3 separate regions of the Ovis aries genome follow, and all the other regions are linked to region 2. The links are chromatin contacts, called in public Hi-C maps. All regions are on one chromosome and are shown on one strand. Each heading gives the region's core, a stretch centred on a gene start, on an enhancer-like site or on the middle of the called end of the contact. The rest is flanking DNA. Distances are from core to core; before and after follow the strand shown. Region 1 has its middle 640 kb from the start of TNS1. Region 2 holds the start of IGFBP5 (insulin like growth factor binding protein 5). Region 3 has its middle 360 kb from the start of TNP1.

Region 1 (3,655 bases), core at 446-2,945, 830 kb before region 2:
TGCACACTACCATGTATAAAATAGATTAAACAACAAGGATTTACTGTATAGCGCAGGGAACTAGATCTTCCTGGTGGCTCAGACGGTAAAGCGTCTACCTGCAATGCGGGAGACCCGGGTTCGATCCCTGGGTTGGGAAGATCTCCTGGAGAAGGAAATGGCAATCCACTCCAGCACTCTTGCCTGGAAAACCCCATGGACAGAGGAGTTTGATAGGCTACACAGTCCATGGGGTCACAAAGAGTCGGACACGATTGAGCGACTTCACTTTCACTTTCACAGTGAACTATATTTAATATCTTGTAATAAGCTACAATGGAAAAGAATAGAAAAGCAGAATAAATCATTGTTGTTTTGTTGCTAAGTTGCATCCAACTCTTTTGGGACCCCATGCACTGTAGCCCACCAGACTCCTCTGTCCGTGGGATTTCCCAGCCAAGAATACTGGAGTGGGTTGCCATTTCCTTCTCCAGGGGATCTTCCTGACCCAGAGATTGAACTGGTGTGTCCTGCATCGCACACGGATTCTTTACCACCAAGCCACTAGGGAAGCCCACACACATATATATTTATAACCAAATCACTGTGCTGTATACCTGAAACTAACACAGTATTGTAAATCAACTCAGTTCAGTTCACTTCAGTCCCTCAGTCGTCTCTGACTCTTTGCTACCCCATGGACTGTAGCACACCAGGCCTCCCTGTCCATCACCAACTCCCAGAGCTTACTCAAGCTCATGTCCATTGAGTCTGTGATGCCATTCTAACTATCTCATCTTTTGTTGTCCCCTTCTCCTCCCACCTTCAATCTTTCCCAGCATCAAGGTCTTTTCCAATGAATCATTTCTTCCCATCAGGTGACCAAAGTATTGGAGTTTCAGCCTCAGCATCAGTCCTTCCAATGAATATTCAGGACCGATTTCCTTTAGGATGGACTGGTTGGATCTCCTTGCAGTCCAAGGGACTCTCAAGAGTCTTCTCCAACACCACACTTCAAAAGCATCAATTCTTCCGTGTTCAGACTTCTTTATAGTCTAACTCTCACATCCATACATGACTACTGGAAAAATGATAGCTTTGACTAGATGGACCTTTGTTGGCAAAGTAATGTCTCTGCTTTTTAATATACTATCTAGGTTGGTCATAAATTTTCTTCCAAGGAGCAAGCGTCTTTTAATTCCATGGCTGCAGTCACCATCTGCAGTGACTTTGGAGCCCAAGAAAATAACGTCTGACACTGTTTCCATTGTTTCTGTCTCTATCTGCCATGAAGTGATGGGACCGGATGCCATTATCTTAGTTTTCTGAATGTTGAGTTTTAAGCCAACTTTTTCACTCTCCTCTTTCACTTTCATCAAGAGCCTCTTTAGTTCTTCCCTTTCTTCCATAAGGTTGGTAAATCAACCACATTTGAATAAGAAAAGGTCAAAGTCTGAGAACCTGAGCATTTTACCTAAAAGCATTATTATTGCTTATTGTATTTGACTGAAATGACCCAATTGGATTACATTTACTTTTTTCTTTTCTCAGCACACGTGGGCCTCTGGGGAGGATCATATCAGTTACAGAGACATAAAGCTACCCTTGCTCAGCACATCTGGGCGTAGTGTGAGTCTCTGACCACAAGAGGTCTGAGTTGTTGTTAGATGTTGTTTTCTGTAACCACCCAGAGCAGAAATATCTGGCAAACATCCTCTGGCCTAAGTAGGCCTGTACTGTCCTATAACAGAGTTGGGATTATTCACAGTCATGGGGGACAGGGAGAGGCTGAATCACTGAAGCTTCTAACAATAATTCAAAAATCTCATTTTTGCTGAGTGTTGATCATTGACCAAACTTTCCAGTTTCTCAGAGGTCACCAAATGGACTGATTTGAACCGTATCTCTTTATTGCCTCTATCAGAGGAGTAAAGAATCTGTGAAACAATTTCACATGATCACAGCTCCCTCTGGCCCTGGGACTGGGCATGGGAGTGGGAATTGAGGATGGTATTTGGGGGCTGGTGCTGGGTTGGGTCTCAGAGTCACCCTAGAACAACACAGGAATTTCTCTCAAGGTACACACAACCTTGCTCAGTGATTCCCCAGTGCACCTAGAATAAAATCTAAGGTTTCCAGACTGCCTGCTTTCTCATCTCGTTGTATCACTGTCTTCTGCCTCATTCTGCAAGGACTGGAGGCTCTATTTTATGTCAAAATAATTTTTGTCTTTTCTACAATTCTTAGAAGACTGCAAGCTCTTTTCTGTCTTTCAGAGTTGTTTCTCTGTTTTCTTCTCCAAGTCTCTTCACTTCTTTCTTTCCATTTTTTTTCCCTATCTCCATGTCATCCTCAATATGTGTAAATGTCTTCTCTACAAAAAAGCCTGATGTGACCTTCTTGGACTTCCATGACCTCTTTGACCTCCCATGACTCTGACCCCATTATTTCCTTTCACAGCGCTTCAGTTATTGCCTAATTAAGTACTTATCACAGGTTGGATGGACATTTATTTACAGACTGACTCCCTTCCCTGTCCCCATGTCTGTCCTGCTTGTCACCATGGTCTGTGGCTAGCATAATGCTGGGCAGGAACTTTGCTCCCAGTAGACAATTGTTTTTCTTTTTCTTCCCTCTGTAAAATATATAATTTGTTTATTTCATCAAAATATACTTCTCATACATCTATTATTTTCTAGGTCATTGAAATAGTACAGAGCATATCAGGTTTATTTCAGTGTGCAAAGACATCTTGTATGTATCTCTTGGGTCTTTGAGGACCAATGGAAATTCTCTAATCTTTGTTGATTTTTTTTTCCTGGTTTTTATGGAAGTATAGCTTCTGACAATTGTTTAATGAATGAAGTGGGCAGACATTGTTTAATTCTCTAAACTCAGTTCAGACACATAGTAGCCAAAGAGAGGAAGAGGGACAAATTGTCTCAGTTCAGTTCAGTTCAGTTGCTCAGTTGTGTCCGACTCTTTGCGACTCCATGAATCACAGCACACCAGGCCTCCCTGTCCATCACCAACTCCCAGAGTTCACTCAGACTCACGTCCATCGAGTCAGTGATGCCATCCAGCCATCTCATCCTCAGTCATCCCCTTCTCCTCCTGCCCCCAATCCCTCCCAGCAACAGAGTCTTTTCCAATGAGTCAACTCTTCGCATGAGGTGGCCAAAGTACTGGAGTTTCAGCTTTAGCATCATTCCTTCCAAAGAAATCCCAGGGCTGATCTCCTTCAGAATGGACTGGTTGGATCTCCTTGCAGTCCAAGGGACTCTCAAGAGTCTTCTGCAACACCACACTTCAAAAGCATCAATTCTTCCATGCTCAGCCTTCTTCACAGTCCAACTCTCACATCCATGCATGACTACTGGAAAAACCATGGCCTTGACTAGACGGACCTTAGTTGGCAAAGTAATGTCTCTGCTTTTGAATATACTATCTAGGTTGGTCATAACTTTTCTTCCAAGGAGTAAGCATCTTTTAATTTCATGGCTGCAGTCACCATCTGCAGTGATTTTGGAGCCCAAGAAAATAAAGTCTGACACTGTTTCCACTGTTTCCCCATCTATTTCCCATGAAGTGATGGGACCAGATGCCATGATCTTCGTTTTCTGAATGTTGAGCTTTAAGCCAACTTTTTCACTCTCTTCTTTCACTTTCATCAAGA
Region 2 (3,783 bases), core at 1,009-3,508:
GTGTTAACAGCATAGAGTGAGATGCTTCTGAACCCAACCGGGAAGACAATTATTTTCTACCAGCAGAAGCAATTCTTATCGTAGAGGAGGGTGCAGTCTAGTGGCAAACTTCATGAAATGCAACCCCTTCTCCAAAGGGAAGTTAGAGCCCTTCCAGAGCAACGAGAAATGTAAAAGGGCTGACAGTGCTGACCCAAGTTCCCCCAAACAGGACAGCCACAGCTGCTCAGCCCTCAGATGGGGCTCCGAAGGCCACACCCCCATGCCAAGTGCAGGGAAACACTAAAACCCCCACCTTCCTTCTTTGAAGGCATTCACTTTCTTTCCTTTCACTAAGGAAAGAAGGGTTCCTAGGATTCCCAGAGATCCTCTGAGGTTTGAAAAGGGATCACGGTGTTTCCCGTCGGGATCTGCTGGTCTTGTGGTACGCCAGCAGCTCCAATTCCTGGGCTATGCCTGCTCCCAGGTGGGTCCCTCATAACCTGGGGTCCCTCTGGTTTGTTACCTATGCCCTCCAGGGCTGTGGCCCCATAGAAATACTCCTTTCAAAGAACCTGGAGGGGGAGGATCACTCCACTCTGCCTTCCTTGCCTCTGACAACCCCACAGCAGGGCAGGACACAGGGGGCCTCCGGGCACGATTTTCAGAACCAGCATTTCCTCCCAAGTGCCAGTCTCTGTAGCTCAGTGCTGCCTATGATGCTGCTGCTATGAATGTCCCTTGGTGCAAGTACACACAGTATGCACACACAACACACACACACACACACACAGAGCTTCCCTGGGCCAACAGTGTAGCTAAAGAAAAACGGCCCCTTCCCCCTACAACCAAAGACAGTCACTTCACCAGCAACAGAAACACTAGATTAAATCCCCTTCCCCAGATTTTTAGGGGGGAATTTAGTGTCTCTTTTCTATTTCCCCTCACCACCCATCGCTGGCCATCTTACACTAACACCCATTCCAACACACACACACACACACCCTTACTTGGTCACTCAGACACCAGCAGACAGCCATTTCCCAAAGCTAAGGTAGCATTTCTTGGGCACTCTATATATCCAGTTGGCTAATAAGAAAATTCTTCTCCCTCCAGCCTGCGCCTTGGCTAGCTAAGGGGTGGGAGGGACGGGAGATGAGTTGCTCCTTATTGTATCCACCGCGCTGCAAGAATTCTCCCCCTCGACCCCCACCTCCTCTCCCTCTCTGGGCAGCTCCAGCCCTGTTCCCCGAGCCCCCCTCCCCCGTCCCCTCATCACTTTCTTCCATTCTAGGGAGAGGAGGGAGCTGTTCAGGCAGCGAAGGGGAGCCCCCGTGTGTCTAGAAGGCCTCTCCCCACCCCCATCCCGTGTGAGTTTGTACTCCTTGGCATCCTTGCCTGGGTTGGGTGTTGGGGAGCTCAAATTGCAGCTACAAACTGGCTGGCAGCCAGGGGCCGTCTATTTAAAAGCGCCGGCTCAACCGGAGCCCGTAGTCTCTTTGGAAACTTCTGCCGGGGGAAAAAGAGCTAGGAAAGAGCTGCAAAGCGGTGTGGGTTTTTTCCTTTTTTTTCCTTTTCCCCTCCTCTTCTTTACTACCCTCTCCTCCGTTTGCACCTTTCTTCGGGCTTCACGCAGAACCTGCGAATTTCGAAAAGGTGCTAGCAGAGTGGGAGAAAAGAGGTGTTGGGGGTTTGGTGTGTTTTTTCTTTTTTTTTTTTTTTAATTTCTTGATTTCCACATTTTTCCTCCGCCTTCGCGGCTGCAGCCGCCGCCTCTTACCTGTTCCGCAGCAGCCGCGCGCCGCTGGCAGCTGAGGGTTAGAAAGGAGCAGGGTGTACTTTGAGATTTTAAACAAAAATTTTGAAGAAGAAATCTATTTTTCTCCCGCCCCCCCCCCCACTGCCTCTCTCACAGCCTCCGAGCTCTTTTTTTCCGGTGGTTGTTGGGGGGTGAACCATTTTTGGCTCCCCCGCCGCAATTCTGACCAGGTCAGACTCGTGGGGAAGGGGATTTGTTTCTCCAGCCTCCGATTCCTCTGCATGCACCTGGCGCTGCTCCCTTTCCCCCTACCTGTTGCAAGTCTGTAATCTTTGCAATTGAGACTTGCTTGCAGGCACTCCAGCCCTCCATCGCTCCCTACATTTTGCAATTGTCCGGGGGAGGGCACCTGCTCTACCTGCCAGAAATTTTTTTCAAAAAAGAACATTGCTCCGCGCTCCCTCCTGGCCCCTCTCTCCCTGCACTCTCGCGCTCCTGCCCCGCCCCAGGTAAAGGGGGAGACTCGGAAAAGATGGTGCTCACCGCGCTCCTCCTGCTTCTGGCCGCCTGTGCGGGGCCGGCCCAGGGTCTGGGCTCCTTCGTGCACTGCGAGCCCTGCGACGAGAAAGCCCTCTCCATGTGCCCCCCCAGCCCCCTGGGCTGCGAGCTGGTCAAGGAGCCGGGCTGCGGCTGCTGCATGACCTGCGCCCTGGCCGAGGGGCAGTCGTGCGGCGTCTACACTGAGCGCTGCGCCCAGGGGCTGCGTTGCCTCCCCCGGCAGGACGAGGAGAAGCCGCTGCACGCCCTGCTGCACGGCCGCGGGGTTTGCCTGAACGAAAAGAGCTACCGCGAGCAAGCCAAGATCGGTGAGCGCGCTCCGTGTGCCAGAGAGCTACACGGCGCACGGGCGGGGGCGGGGGGGGTGGTTGTGGGGGGGCACGGGACAGGCTGGCCCCGAGCGCTCTGCCCAGCAAGTGGCTTAGAGCCGGGGTGCTGGCCGAGAGGAGGGCGGGGAGGGTCCCTGCACTTCGGAATCGGAGCCCCAGCCGATCCTGCTACCCCAGGAGTCGGTCTAGCCGAGCCTCTCCGGGTTTTCGCTCCTTCTCCTCGTCCCTACCCCCACCTTCTTCACCCCACCCCTCCCCCCTCGACTAAACGGTGACTCTGAGCTCCTATTTCTTCTCTAGATGCAAATCCTCAGGTACTCAATCTCCAGTCCGAAAGTGTGCATCTTATATGATCAACTCCCTCTCCACCACCTCCAATATGCTGTGGGTTTTGTTTTTTTTCTGAACTTGAAAAAAAAATGCCTTTTGTTAAAATATTGCTTCAACTGGGGACCTGGAGAGAGAGGCGTTACCGGTTTTCGGTGCTAATTCTACCTTTGTCCCTCCCAGCCCCCCACCCCCCTACCAGTCCGTCTTTGACGTTTCTATTCTCCTACCCCGCCCCCCCCCCACACGGGCGCACACGCACACTCACGTGCACACATAACACACGCACGCACGCACCCTTGGTAGCTCTTGCCTTTGGGGCGGGGGCTTTGATGCCCCTCCCACGTGCACACTCATTGCTCTTGACTTGATGCGATTGACTGGTCGTATGTAAAAGATACTGAAATGCAAAATATCTCTTTTTCCTCCCAGGAAAGGAAAGGTGACTTTGGGCAAGCTCAGAGGCGGCGGGGAGGTGGAGCAAGTCGGGGGCGGGGGGGTGGGGGTAGTGAGGGAAAGGAATGGGAAAGGTGGGCTTGATGTTCCAGGGCTGGCTGTTCCTGAATCGAGCTCCTTTCCCCTGCTCCTATTCAGATTTTACCTAGGAAGAAAGGTAGATATAGGGCTGGGAAACAAGAAGAGATGTGAAATTCAGACACCGCGGCTTCCCCGCCAGTGCTAATCCCCCACGCTGTCGCGTCGCCCCTCGAGCTCTCAAGCCAGATCACAAGTGGGTGTGGTGTAAATGGAAGAGGGGCCCTGGAAATGCAGAATGCAAAATCAAGGGGGCGGAGACGGAAAAGCCACGCACCAGGCGCCTCCCCTCCACCT
Region 3 (3,588 bases), core at 213-2,712, 530 kb before region 2:
TAAAGTTAAACAGTGGCCCTGGCAGAAAATGTGTCCCAGTAAGGGCTGGTGACACGCATGGCCCAAAGGAACATGGCAATTTTCCGATTTTTTGGTTTGTATGGAGAACCAACCTAGACAACCCTGGCCTACAGAAACATGTCAGATGCTAGAATATCCAGACTGGTTGTCCAGGCCACCTAAATTATATGGATAATAACAAAGATGTCCTTTTGCTGAATGTCATGTGGACTCATTCCAAAGTCCTGTTTGGGTCTGAGGCCCTGTGTGTAATAGTCCTTCACCAGAAGGGTGAAAAAGAAAGAAAAATGTAGGGAATTTGAATCCTACTTTGTCAAGAGCTCAGAACTGAGAGTAGCAAAATTCTGTATGGTCTTGATTGAGCAGTGGTTTTCCACTTCTCTCAAAGTTGAAATCGCCATGACTGTATGAAATACTCTAAAGTTGCATGCACACAACTTCATTTCACCTGAGGTGTGGATTTTGCCAAAGACTTATGGCATAAGCCCTCAGATCATTCTGTTTTAATGTCAGGTGGTACCTAGGAGTTCATGGTCATGATCCGTGATAATGACCACCCTTTCTCCATCTCTGCCTGTCAAGTTCTTATGCACTATTCCCAACCCAAATGCTATTTCTTCCGTGGGATCTCACCTGCGTCCTCTCTTATCCTTCTGCCCCTCTAGCAATTGGTATGGCTTTCTTTGATTAATTTGCTAAGTCTTATCTTACCATGTAAATTTATTTAGTTTCTTTCACTTTAAAAAAAAAATTATCCTCACTGTGACCTCAGCAAAAATAAAATTCAAAGAAATTTTCAAAAATAAAACCCTTATCCTTTACTCTCTCCTCTCAAGAGGAGAGAACTGCAGTTCTTATTCATCACAAGGAAGGTGAGTAGGAGGATCAAAGAAATGATATTAAGATTTGAATGACACCCTGAAAATAAAACCAATTGTGATTGCTTTAAAAGGCATGATCTCATTTGATTCCTACATGAGGCTCGTTCCTCTTTGGTAAAATGGGGATTGTAACGATGAGACCTGAAGGAAGAGGTAAAATTACTCAGCATATAAATGAGGAGATTGCAATCTGGCCTGGAATTTGTCCGTTCCTTTCTCTCCACCATGTTGCGTCCCAGGATACCTCAGCATCCTTAAGGACAAAGATCTGGAGGAAACACAAAGGGACTTCTATTTTCATCTTTCAGTTCTAACAAGATGAGGATCAGCAGGCAGACAGACGCACAGGGGAATAATGGCTCTGCCCTCTCTACTGGGCCCCCTCCCCCTGCCTTTATCCCCACTCATGGTGACCTTGGCAGAACAAGCTTGCTCTGTAATGACCACTTCGTCAGCAGGGGCTGTGTATTTAGTAGCAGGAAATATAAGCTTTTGTGGTCAGTGTGACGTCACCCCACCCACTGAACAGGCCTTTATAATCTGACCACAAAAAGGCTTGAAAGGGATAGACACATACACACAGAGCAAGAGGCGATAGCACTGTCAACAGTTGTCTGTGCAGTGAAAGGAGCATTGTGTCTTCCAAATGCTTCCCAAAGCCTGATGTTTGGTCTGCTGTAGACAAAATACCTGGAGATATATGGCGTCTTTGCTTTGCAGTTGAGTGTCTCAACTCATCTGTCTTCCTTCTCCTCTCTCCTTTCCTTCTCTCCTTCTCTCATCATCTCCCTTCCTTATTCCCTTCATACTTCTGCTTTCCTTCCCTTCTTTTTTCCCCTTTAACTCTCCCTTTATCTAAAATATGCAAATATATATATTTTAAATTCTTTTAGTTGCTTTGCAACATTTAGATGTAAGGCAGACTCACACACACAAACATACCACATTTCAATTGTATTTTTCTTCTCCTGGATACTTCACTGTTAGAGAGAAAAGGAAAGAGAGAGCCAGATAGAGAGAGAGTAGCAGAGACAAAAGAGATATATAAAAAGTGTAGCTGACATATTAATGCAAATATGAAAATTTCCTTCCCACGAATGTTGGTTTTCAAACTTATTTTTATGGAAGTAAAGAACATGTTTTGTAGAGCTAAATGACCCAGTACCTTTTAGTGTCATGGTGTGCAAGTTCAAGTTTACCTATTGTTTTCACTTATTTTAGGAGAAGAAATGGCACAACAAAGATCAATATAGATACTAAACCTCAAAAAGCAGACAACCTGAGAAAGGAGGATAGAAAAAAACTGTCCATACAATATATCCACATTAGCTTTTTCCTTATTTGAAGCTAGAGACACTCTGTCAGAGACTGATAGAGACAGAGAGAGGAAGTCTGGGAGGTGATGGCAGATGTGTCTGACCTCTGAGTTAAGGCTGGTTGAAAAGTGTGGCTTCCTATGATTTGTGCTGCTGTGGGAACTCACTCCTGGGGCTCTGAGCTCTCCTCTGAGGCACAGGTAGCAGGAAACACCTGCTTTACTTCTCTGCTGAATCTTCCCCTGAGACCCTCCTCCCTGCTCTGCAGGGCACAAATAGACAAGCAGGTTTTCCACATGTCCCGATCTTCCTTGAGAGAGGAAATCTGGAACCATATATTAGTAAGTGATACACCTTGATGGCTTCCTTACCACTTACTCTATTCCTTTTTATTCTCTTCTAATCGACTTCTATTATTGCTTCCTCAACCCAGCTTTTTCCCCTCCTTGTACTAATAATATTCTTTCTCCCAGAATAAACTAGGCATAAGAAGTCTATCCATAAAAGTTGATAAACAAGTGTGTATTATGTTCATCAGAATTTATCATTTGGGGTTTGGCCATTCTCCTCTCCATACCAAAAGGGGAAGCAAATGGAATTCCACTTTGGAAAGGCATGAAAAACAGATGCAAATATGCATCACATCAAGATAGCAGCCTTTAAATAGCCTCCCAGCCAGAGGCACTGCACGATTAGCAGCTTCTTAGAGTCACACTTATCCACCCCAGAAAACATCAGCCAAAATGCCATCTACATAACTGGACAAAGAATATCAAATTTTTCTTTAAGTAAAAAATTATGAAATCCAAGAAATTTTCATCAGGCTTACAAAGACCTCTGAGGGTTGCCATGTCTAGTTCATTTTCTCCAAAGAGGAAAACATCTATGGCAATGTTTGTAACACTGATTTCTCCTCCTTTCTTCTTTCGTCTATCCTCTAGTGAAAAGAACTCTTGGGTAGAAAAGGGAAAATAGCAGAGAAAGTTTAAAAAAGTAATTTTTTAAACTATTTTTCATAGAAAGGACTCGCTGATAACAAATCTCAGTCAATTTAGAAATTTATTTTGCTTTATGAGAAAGGAAGATTGATATTCTGGAAACACAAGTGATCTGAGGCAATAATTTTACTGAGTCACTGGAAAAATCAGAGGTATAACCATGAGAACTTGATGAGTCACTTCCTTTCTCCAGAGAGTTTAATCTGTAAAATGGGAGGGTTAAACTTAAGGATTTCTGAGGTTGCTTCTACCTATGTTTTATAATTTATGTGACAGAACAGAGGGGACTGTCTTCTCTAAATTTTTCTTAGAAATCAAGCAGAAATGGGAAACTTTCACGTAAGAAATAGACAAGGGGATGACCCAGAGAGA

The links. A called contact is a pair of places that touch in the nucleus more often than the background predicts.
Region 1: a Hi-C map of tail adipose tissue shows a contact between it and region 2, with 7 times the contacts expected there. The contact joins the enhancer-like site here to the promoter of IGFBP5 in region 2. A contact is called at or near these places in 2 of 16 Hi-C or Micro-C datasets (skin fibroblasts and tail adipose tissue).
Region 3: a Hi-C map of tail adipose tissue shows a contact between it and region 2, with 14 times the contacts expected there. The contact joins the enhancer-like site here to the promoter of IGFBP5 in region 2. A contact is called at or near these places in 10 of 16 Hi-C or Micro-C datasets (hypothalamus, liver, mesenteric adipose tissue and 5 more).

What each region holds. Positions count from the first base shown.
Region 1 is chr2:219,520,116-219,523,770 of ARS-UI_Ramb_v3.0, reverse strand. No RefSeq gene overlaps it. Among named protein-coding and RNA genes, the nearest start is that of TNS1, 640 kb to the left of the region's middle. Within about 2 kb of position 1,695, at least 3 of the 54 cell types and tissues checked have an H3K27ac peak or open chromatin away from gene starts, as enhancers often do. A contact at or near this core is called in tail adipose tissue, where this site is marked.
Region 2 is chr2:218,687,317-218,691,099 of ARS-UI_Ramb_v3.0, reverse strand. IGFBP5 (insulin like growth factor binding protein 5) reads left to right here and starts at 2,258. Exons shown (of 4, transcript NM_001129733.1): 1 at 2,258-2,604. The coding sequence starts at 2,271.
Region 3 is chr2:219,221,360-219,224,947 of ARS-UI_Ramb_v3.0, reverse strand. No RefSeq gene overlaps it. Among named protein-coding and RNA genes, the nearest start is that of TNP1, 360 kb to the right of the region's middle. Within about 2 kb of position 1,462, at least 8 of the 54 cell types and tissues checked have an H3K27ac peak or open chromatin away from gene starts, as enhancers often do.